2 separate regions of the Zea mays genome follow, and region 2 is linked to region 1. Evidence: chromatin contacts called from public Hi-C data. All regions are on one chromosome and are shown on one strand. Each heading gives the region's core, a stretch centred on a gene start, on an enhancer-like site or on the middle of the called end of the contact. The rest is flanking DNA. Distances are from core to core; before and after follow the strand shown. Region 1 holds the start of LOC100280120 (Aspartyl protease APCB1). Region 2 holds the start of LOC732806 (restorer of fertility 2).

Region 1 (4,820 bases), core at 833-3,332:
TCAGGCTAAAAAAAAAGAGGCATTTTGTTGCACCTGTTTTTTTTGGCAACTACAGTACATATCTGTGATTTGAGTAGAGACAGCATGCAGCTCAGGGAATAAAAAATGACCAAACTTGTAGCATCATTGTGATACTATGGAGACAGTAGAAAAGCAGGTGGATAGTTTTCCCCCTTGTATGGATTGGGTCTGGAGTCTGGACTCTGGAGAGTGACAAGAAAGGGTAGGATTGCTGAGGATACGTTGCAAGCAAAGCATATCGCATTTGCTCAAAACGGTGCATGACATCCGAGGAAAAGAACGACAGCCACACGAACTGAAATGGTTTTTCCATAGGACGACAGGGGGGTGGGGGCAACTTACTCTGCTGGACCATCGCGGATAGGGACCCAAGTCATTCCCCACCTGGGAATGTAATCGTCGCCAAGAAACAAGTAACCACCAGCACCGCTGGGATCTGTCGACATGCAGTGGCCGAACGCATTGGAAATGATACCTCTGCTGGCTAGCTGTGTAGGAAGGCTCAGTGCCTTGTTGGTCAGGCCGAGAACTCCGTCGGTGGTTTCTAGTGCGTTCAAAAGAACTCCCTGCTGGTCGTACCCGCACCTGTATGTGGAAGACAAACGGCAGTTAATTTCTTAAACGAAGTGGTAATCAACAGCAATCGCTATTGTACATGCATATTGGAAGGTTGGCCCATACCCAAACACAATGTCTGCATTCTCCCTTTCACCATCTTCGCCGACGAATTGCATACTGTCCCTTACATAAACGCCCATGGAGGAGCTTCCGTCGGCATAGCTGATCTCATAGTCGCACTGGTTTGGGTTCTCATGCTGGGCTCCTTCACAAAGTGGGTCGCTGGCAGGAAGTGCATCCGCCGTCCTTGCGGGCCTATATAAAGGGTGAGCTCCCTGAAACAACATCGGACAATGTTTTCATTACAGGATTAAAGAATTTTGGAATGGGGACTTCGTGTTTTTCCACCGATTATTAAGCTCGTCATGCCACAAACAACATCGTAGTAAAGCAGAGCATCGTCGTCGAGCATGTGGCTGAAGCTTTATGCGCATACCTTTGCACAGCTCGCGCATGGCGGCGCGTCGCACTGGACCCATGTTGTGTGGCTCCCAGTGTCGACGTCAAGAAAATAAGGCCTTGGAGGACTGCCCAAAGAGATAGCGGTGTAGTATAGCCTGCACGTACGGGGTAAACATTTAAAAGGAATGGGAAACAATGCGATGCTAATAAATAACAAAGGAGGACGCAGTCCTTCTCCGGCAAAAAGGCAGTTAAATTAAACAACAAGGAAAGAACAAATTCGTAGAAACCCGGTCAGTTTTGTTCGAGAGGATGTAAAAACTAAAAACAACATCGAAAGGAACGGAGGACGCAACTACGGAGTACGGAACCGAATCCTTGCAGCAGCGCCCTGCACTGCACTGCACGTACCCTTCCGGGAAGAGGTTGCCGGCGAGCGAGTGCGGGAATAACGTGGAATTCTGCGGCCAGTCGTCGCCGCCGCGGCGTGGTGGCTTCGGGTAGAGCGGCAGCAGGAAGGACGTGCGGCCGCCCGGGTGCTCGTCGTCGCCGCCGTCCTCCTGCCGCCGCGCCTCCAAGAGGCGCCAGGCCGCGCCGGCGTCGTCGTCCCCACCCGCGTACAGGCAGGCGTAGGCCGCCGCCGCCAGCGCCAGCGCCGCGAGCGCCAGCACCGCTGCTCGCCACAGCGAGGACGTGGCCCCCGCCGGCGTCCGCTCCTCCTCGTCCCCGCTCTCCTCGTCTGGGCCGTCGGCGTCACGAGGAGGAGCGGAGGCGGAGGCGGGCAGCGCGTGCGCGTGCGCGTCGTCGGGGACCACGATCATGACGTGGCCGTTGGCGTTGGGGATGATCCGTTGGTGCTGCTTCTTCCCCTCGTCGTCCTCCATGTCGCGGCCGCGTGATCGGGAGCGGTAGAAGAGGAGAAGGCGGAGGAGAGGAGCTCGCTGGCCGGGCTGTCGATCGCGGCGCGGTGGAGACCGGAGAGAAGCAGGCCGCGCAACGCAATGCCACGCGAGCTGCGTGCCTGAGAGGGAAGGATGGAGGGAGGTCGGCGACTGGTTTGTTTCGCGGCCTGGGTTTGGTATATCACTGGTCCGCCTCCGAATCCGAGGACCGAGTCCCGAGTCCCGACGACCCCGCTGAGGCCTGCCTGCGGGTCGCGGATGGCGCTGGCTATAGGTATAGCGCGCCCGGTTTGACTTGAGCCGCCGCGAGGTGGGGGCGGGGCGGGGCGGGGCCGCTAGTGGTCCCTCTGGGGGGCATGACGGGGATTTCCGCGTGCGATTCAGTTGCCCAGGAAAAAAAAAGAGGTCGGTCCCGTTGCTCTTTCTCTCTCGCTCGTCGCGCGTGTTGCGGCCGTATGCGTCGCATCGTATGGATGCGCAGCACGAGCACGGCGCTTCCCTGCCTGTCACTGTCGTGGCCACTTGTAAGCTGTAAACCAGCGTGATGTTTGCTGTTGGTGGTGTGGCAATCCATCTAGTTAGTGGTGGACTAGCTACGTATGTTTCTAGAATTAATTAATGCGCTGGGGTGTTTTCACGGCGTGACAATTATGGAAATATACTAGTATGTACAAACTTCTCAGTAAATACGGCCGAATAGTATACGTATACCTTTGAAGTTTGAAACAATATTCTATAGGCGTATTCTTCTAGAACGGTGGCACAGGCTCTCTGGATAATTGGCATTGGGTCAGTGATATTCGTGGTGCTCTTTCCTTGAGTGGGTTGCAGCAATACCTGTTGTTGTGGGATACTTTGGGGAACGTTAGGCTCTCTCATGATGCTGACAGACATGTTTGGATGCACTCTTCTTCTGGGATGTTCTCCTCAAAGTCCTGCTATAAGGCTTTTTTCATGGGTTCAATTTCGTTTGAGCCATGGAAACGTTTGTGGAAATCCTGGGCTCCCCCAAAATGCAAGTTCTTCCTCTGGCTGACGATAAGGAATAAGTGTTGGACTGCTGATAGACTAAGGAGGAGAGGGCTGCAACATCCGGTTGTTTGTGTTCTTTGTGACCAAGAGCAGGAAACAGTGCAACATCTTTTGTGTACTTGCAGTTTTGCCAGGCAATTTTGGCATGCTATTCTTGTTCCCTTGTGTCTTGGGGATCTCATTCCTGCTGTTGATGAAATCTCATTTGCTGATTGGTGGAGGAAGGCGCTTAAGAAGGTGCCCAAATTCAGAAAGAAAGGCTTCAACAGTCTCATTATTTTGGGGTCTTGGTGCATATGGCTGACTAGAAACAAAGCTGTTTTTGATAGTGTAAACCCTTCCATGTGTTTTGTTAAAAGCTTATTTCTGAATGAGTTAAGTTGTTGGGAGAGGGCTGGGGCTAAGCAGCTAGCAAGTTTTGGTCTTCCTGCTATTATGAGCAGGGTTTAGAGTGTGGTCAAGTGTTCTGTTTGCCCTACGGGCATTGTAGTTTGGTCCTCTTGGACCTTTTCCTTTCTTAATATAATGACGTGCAGTCCTCCTGCGCGTTCGAGAAAAAAAAAACCTTTAACCAAGGAGGACCAAAGCTATCCGGATGGAGTAGATCATTTGCTCTCTACCTACTACGGTTTACCTTACCGTTTTAAGTTTAAATACCGCTCACCAGGTTTCGGAATTTCGCCGAAAAACTGTAAAAACCAGGAAAAACGGACTGGTTTGGCATTTTTAATTCAAAATTTTCAAATAATCATTTTTCGACAAACCATTTTTGGAACCGTCAAATTTTACCGGGGAACCAGTCTTTGTCGTTTTTTTCCAAATTTTTTGACCGGGTTATGTTTTAAAATTCAAACAAAACAGTTTTTCGGAGATTTCTCGACGAGAAACCGGTATTTTTTATAGTTTTCGTTGTTTTTCTACCCGTTTTCTTTGTTTTTAACAAAAATGATGGTTAATTTGAAAAACAAAAATAAAATTATGAGATATACTAGAAAAACATCTAGTATTTTATCATATTTTCTGTTTCCTATTTTTTCAAACTTATTAAATTTGGAACGAAATTTAGAAAAAAAACGGATGGAAAAATGTCCTCGGGTCCCACAGTTCCGAGAAATCAGACGATTTATCGTTGGTTTTTGTAACCTTGCTCTCTACTATAGACATGTTTGGGAGGGCTCCAAACCAGCTCCAGCTCTTGCAAGAGCCCTCCCAAATGGTGCCAAAAAAACAGCTATCAAGAAAGAGCAATTAACAGTTGGAGCCATATTTGCGGGAGAAGTCGCACCCGAAAAAACTAACTCCAAGCGGCTTCTTCCCCAGCTCCCGGTAATGTCCCTCTTCGGTGCCCCCCTCTCTGCATCACGCCCTGCCCCTCTATAGCGCTCGTTGTCGCCTCCCTGCCCAGCACCTGCCATCCATGTCAGGTTCGCGACCCTACGCCTGATATTGTGAGCACTATGGACATTTGTCTTATACGTCAAATAAAAAAAGGAGTCGTTTTCCTAAACGATTTTGTTAAAAATGCACTTGCTCTGCATGTGTAGAAAATAATGACAAACCCAATGCAATTTTGACACTATAAAGGTATTTTATTTTATTTTTTTAGCAAAGAGCTGTCTATTTTTTTTACAAGTTGGTCATATTTCTTTCTACCCTCGTTGCATGCATCAGGACATCAGGTCCTTCCCGCTAATATGCCGCTAATAAGCTGTAGGAGTATGTATCGTTGGAACCGAGTAACTCATAATATAAACCAGTCTAGAAATGGGTGGGTCAAAAACTGACCCAAATTCATGTTAACCCACGCATGCGCAGCCCTAGTATTTGAGTTCTTAACTTGGTTTT
Region 2 (4,820 bases), core at 1,739-4,238, 750 kb before region 1:
CAAATATATGGTGGATAACAGAACTGTTTGAATTCTTAGAAGTGCAGTGCTTTGTGGTGAAGCATAGTTTCTAAAGGGGGGATGATTTACAAGGGTGTGGGTTTGTACTCTAATGAAGTCTAAGCAATCATGCATATTTTGTTGTTGGGTAGCATATCAGCTTGAAACACTACAGATGACATGGCATTTTCATTACTCTTCTTTTACCCCTCACATTAAAAGCAGATTTTAAGCAACAAAAACCGATCTATATTTTTTCCATTTTGTGGGCCTACAGGTATCATGTGTAAGCCCAGAAAAGTGGCTATTGGATCAGCCTTGTCAATACTAGTTTTTGTTGAAAGAAAAAGTCTAAGGATGCTTGATTACTAACAATCTGCTCATATAGAAAAGAAATGGAGTTTCATACCGGATGCGGAATCAACAAAGTTCCCATTAATGAGGAGCTTTGTGTAGTTCACATGGACTGACGGCGTGATGGGCTCCTCTACTGCTGCTGCAGTGCTGAACCTCTGAAGGACACCTGGCAACAGCCTGTGCATCCCATCTGCAGGCACTGTGGTAATATGCTATTTACTCATAGATGCCAAGACTCATAGAAACATAGTAGCGAATTTCTGAGAAACAAATACATTAAATGAGGCCTGGCTTTATATATGGCTAAGGGAAGGGATTTCTATTTTCCTAACGCCCCGTTTGGATCACTGGAATTGAATTCTATTCTAATAATAGTAATTTAGTCATATACCAATTAAGCTAATTCACTTTTATACAAAATATATTTGTATACTATTATTAGCAAGATGTCCTAAATATTTATTTGCTACATTTTTACTATAAAGGAGTAGAACGAAGAGTGTCATGTAAGTTACATATTAGAAACAAATTCTAATCATGCATAAAATCATTTCCTATCCTACACCCTATGAATTTGAGATAGTCTTATATCTGAACTTTGGAAAGTGGTGGAATGCCAAATTCCAAACTAAATAAGTTACTTTATTGAGTGAATTCCAATTCCTTTAAAATGAAGGGATCCAAACGCCCCGTAAGAGAAATTAGTTTATTTTCTCTTGGGAAAATAGGAATCTTTTGGAAAAATAGAGTTCTCAAATTAGTCCTAAAAGAGACATTCTGACCATATCTGGTGCCCCAAAGCATGAATATCCCTAAACATGGCATAGCAAGACAAAGGCGCATTGTATGTGATATATCCTTTTTGTTTCTATACATATAGCGCTATTTCACACACGTGGTGAATTTTTTTTCTTGGAATTCAGCAATAGTGAATTGAAATTACCACACTATATTTGTTGAAGATTTTGTAGCAGAACAGAAGGAGGTTGGAACACATCATTTTGTGGCACTGGGCTAATGGCAATGTTGCGTAAAGCAATAGATGGAAGATGCTTTGTTCTGTTACATCAGAACTGGCTACCTTTGACATTTCACTAAGTTGATCATGAATTTCTTGACGTAAACAGATCATGGTTGTCCTTTACAATCTGTAGAATTTCGTGAGTGGCCAGCCACCAATAATCCAATATCAAGCAGTTGGGGGTAGCAAACAAAATTGCAGAGAACCAAAAGCTCTGGTTTTCCACAGTGCTGACAAGGACCGGAGGAAAAAATCGGCATCTTATCGTATCCCGGAAAATTCTTATCTGTGGAGCGGAAAAGTCCAAACACCTATTCAAGCCATGACTCTCAGTGTCAGTGATGACGCACAAGGCCAAGAAGTCACACATCCCGAGTCCTAAGGGTGAGGGCAAAGGTGGAATTGGAAATGGCCATAATTGCAGAAGGCACGCAAGACGATGGTGGGTAAAGGCGACGTTGGACAGAAGAGTCGAGTGGCCGATATCTCCAAGAGATGAGGACTGGTACTGTACACACAGCTAGTGGTAGACAGAGCAAGAGAAATGAAGATGAGGTGATCACTCAGAAGAACTAATTGTAGAGAGATTACATGAGAAAATCATGTATGTGTTTTTGTTTTTTTTTTAAAAAAAAGCGAAATCTACAAGGTTCAACCTTTACGTCAGGAGTCATCTATGGAGCAAAAGGAAGCCAGCCAAATCTGACAACAATCTAAAGGCGATACTAATTGTAGAGAGATTACATGTGAAAATCATGTATGTGTTTTTATATTTTTTTTGAAAAAAAAAGAAGGCGAAATCTACAAGGTTCAACAACCTTTACGTCAGCAGTGATCTATGGAGCAAAAGGAAGCAAGCCAAATCTGACAACAATCTAAAGACCGCACCTCTACACACGGGCATCACAAGTTTTAAACACCCAGGAATTCAGATAGTGATGCCTGCTCGACTGATCAGATCCAAAGCGCAACAAGAAAAAGATGACACCACACGACATATTTATCCCGATCCCCTTGAAGCGAACAAAGAAACCCGGGGGGAAACAGAGGTGGGGGCATGCGGTGGTATCATCATGAACAAAGACAAGATCAAAGACAAGATCAGGAACCCGTAATACAAAAAAAATAGAGAACAAAAAAATCCTGTTACGAACACGAAACAGGGACCGCCGCAAGACCAAAATCCATAGCAGTGTACTAGTGGTACGGGCATATTGTGAGGTCCAAGAAGCCCGGAGCAATGAATCGAAACAATACCTGTCCTGCGCGGCGCAGAGGGGGCAGCGGGCGGCGCGCCGGCAGGGGCCCTCGCCAGGAGGCAGCGGGAGACGAGCGAGGACGCGGCCCTCCGAGCCATGCGGGAAATTTATTGCGCCCGCCGAAAATCGAAGCCTCCGCTACTGGTTCCTCCGATCCTCCGCAGGCGCAGTAATGGAAGCGGATGTCCTCCTCTAGTACTTGCAGCAGTGCCCGCCCGCAGCAGGAGAAGCGGCAGGCAGAGGAGGTTGGTTGGTTGGTGTGGGAGTGAGGACCAGTAAGTAATGGCTGCCGGTGCCTGGTGCCTCCCCCTTTGCGGCTTTGCCCCCTCTTGCGCTTGGATTTGGTTTGGGCTTTTGGGATTTCAGGGCTCGAATGGGAAAACGAGGGTGTTTATGGCGTTATTTTAAGAGCAAGTTTAATAATAAAGTTTATTGTTAGCTTTAAATTCTTACTAGTCGGTTGCCCGCGACGGCTTACAACAATACCCACGTAAACTATCCATCAAAAAATTTCAAGATTTTTTATTGATTGTCTCCGCTCTCTGTATAATATATTTTTTGATTTGGCTAACTGATGTTATTGTTTACTCCATGCAAATATGTCTTGGTACAACACGGCCAATAAAGTGAGCGATTAGAAGAGAGTTCACAACGATTGACTGAATGAATAGAGATTATAAAATGACATAATTTCATCATACAGAGACCAAATAAGAGAGTTTATGAGATCAAGTTTCTAAAATAAGTCCCAAGTCAAACTTATAAAAAAGATAAATCAAAATATGGAGTGATTGCTAAAATCAGGCATCAATAAAACTGGATACGCTCCATATAACTTATGCTACTTCATAGCAATTACTAACGTTTAAAACCAACAAATAACCTTTCATTTTGTTGTTAGTGTGACAAATCATTGCTGCTCCATCCAATTCAGCAACCTCAAACACCATGTAGTCCATTGTGGTCTCAGAAACGACCTAATGCTTTCAAGAGCCAAGAACGTCGTGTCGTGCTTGGGCTGTAGCCTCGGCCCGTAGTGCTGGCCCGGCCCGACACGATTATTTTTCTATTTTACAAAAAAACGTATATACCTATATACAATTTATATTCAATATTAAAAATATCTTAGTGTGATGTTCTAGTGGTTAGACAGTTTCACCTAGTGTCTCCTGCACTTCTTCTATCAGGGGCATGTGTTCGAACCCCACCTCCTGCACCATTTTTTTAATATTTTACGCTGATTTAATTAAATGGATCGACGGGCTAACGGGCTGGCCCGACACAGTTAGCAGACCGGCATGAAGTGTTTGTGCCATAATTGTGGCCCGCGTGCCGATTTAATTAAATGGATCGACGGGCTAACGGGCTGGCCCGACATAGTTAGCAGACTGACATGACGTGCCTGTGCTATAGTTGTGGCCCGCATGCATCTAGCCCGTGTCGGGCATCGTTTGGCATCTATAGACGTGCAGCAGATTAATTTGAAATAGCTGTGAGGGGTTATTTGTAGCTTTAAGTATAGTATAGATTATATCATCTAGAACTAGAACCAATAATAAACACACTTATATAATAAAGCTGATTTTAAGGTTGGCTCTTAGATAAATCTCTCGTCTTTTTCTTTTTCATCATTTTATCTTTAAACTCATGTAACACCTAGCTCTTACATAAAACATTACTCGCTCTACTTTTTAATGTCAGGTTTAGAGCTTATTATTATACTTGATCTGAATGGATATATGATGAGGCTGGCGCTGTGGATGGGATGGATGTGGGGCCCACAAAAGGGTGGTGGGGTGTGTGAACTACTAGCTGCACCAGGCCAGCAGGTTCAGATGGTGAGGCCGTGGACTTTTCTAATTTAAGGGAAGAAAAAAAAACTACCTCATCTTCATTTCTGGCCGTTGAAATTATGGGATTAACCAAGGAAAGCAGTAATTATGACATTGGTAGTAGGATACTATGGTGAAATTAGTTGTCGCCGGCTGCAAGTATGTCCGTGGGCTAGGGCATATTTGGATCTATGAGTTAGGCCTACTTACTAGTTTGGACAAAAAAAATAATAATTTAAATTAGTTAAGCTTAGGTAGTCATGCTTGAAATTGGATCTATGAGGTAGCAAGTAACTATTAGTTAAAAAGTTATCATCTAGAGAGAGAGAAAAAATCATTTTATGAAATTCT

What was found. Hi-C and Micro-C count contacts between places; a contact is called where the count stands out from the background.
Region 2: a contact with region 1 is called in a Hi-C map of ear, with 1.9 times the contacts expected there. The contact joins the promoter of LOC732806 here to the promoter of LOC100280120 in region 1. A contact is called at or near these places in 2 of 25 Hi-C or Micro-C datasets (bundle sheath and ear).

The regions. Positions count from the first base shown.
Region 1 is chr9:35,687,867-35,692,686 of Zm-B73-REFERENCE-NAM-5.0, reverse strand. It overlaps LOC100280120 (Aspartyl protease APCB1), which reads right to left and starts at 2,082. Exons shown (of 9, transcript NM_001153056.2): 1 at 1,453-2,082; 2 at 1,076-1,196; 3 at 703-914; 4 at 364-606. The coding sequence starts at 1,925.
Region 2 is chr9:36,439,285-36,444,104 of Zm-B73-REFERENCE-NAM-5.0, reverse strand. LOC732806 (restorer of fertility 2) reads right to left here and starts at 2,988. Exons shown (of 11, transcript NM_001112421.1): 1 at 2,636-2,988; 2 at 410-556. The coding sequence starts at 2,735.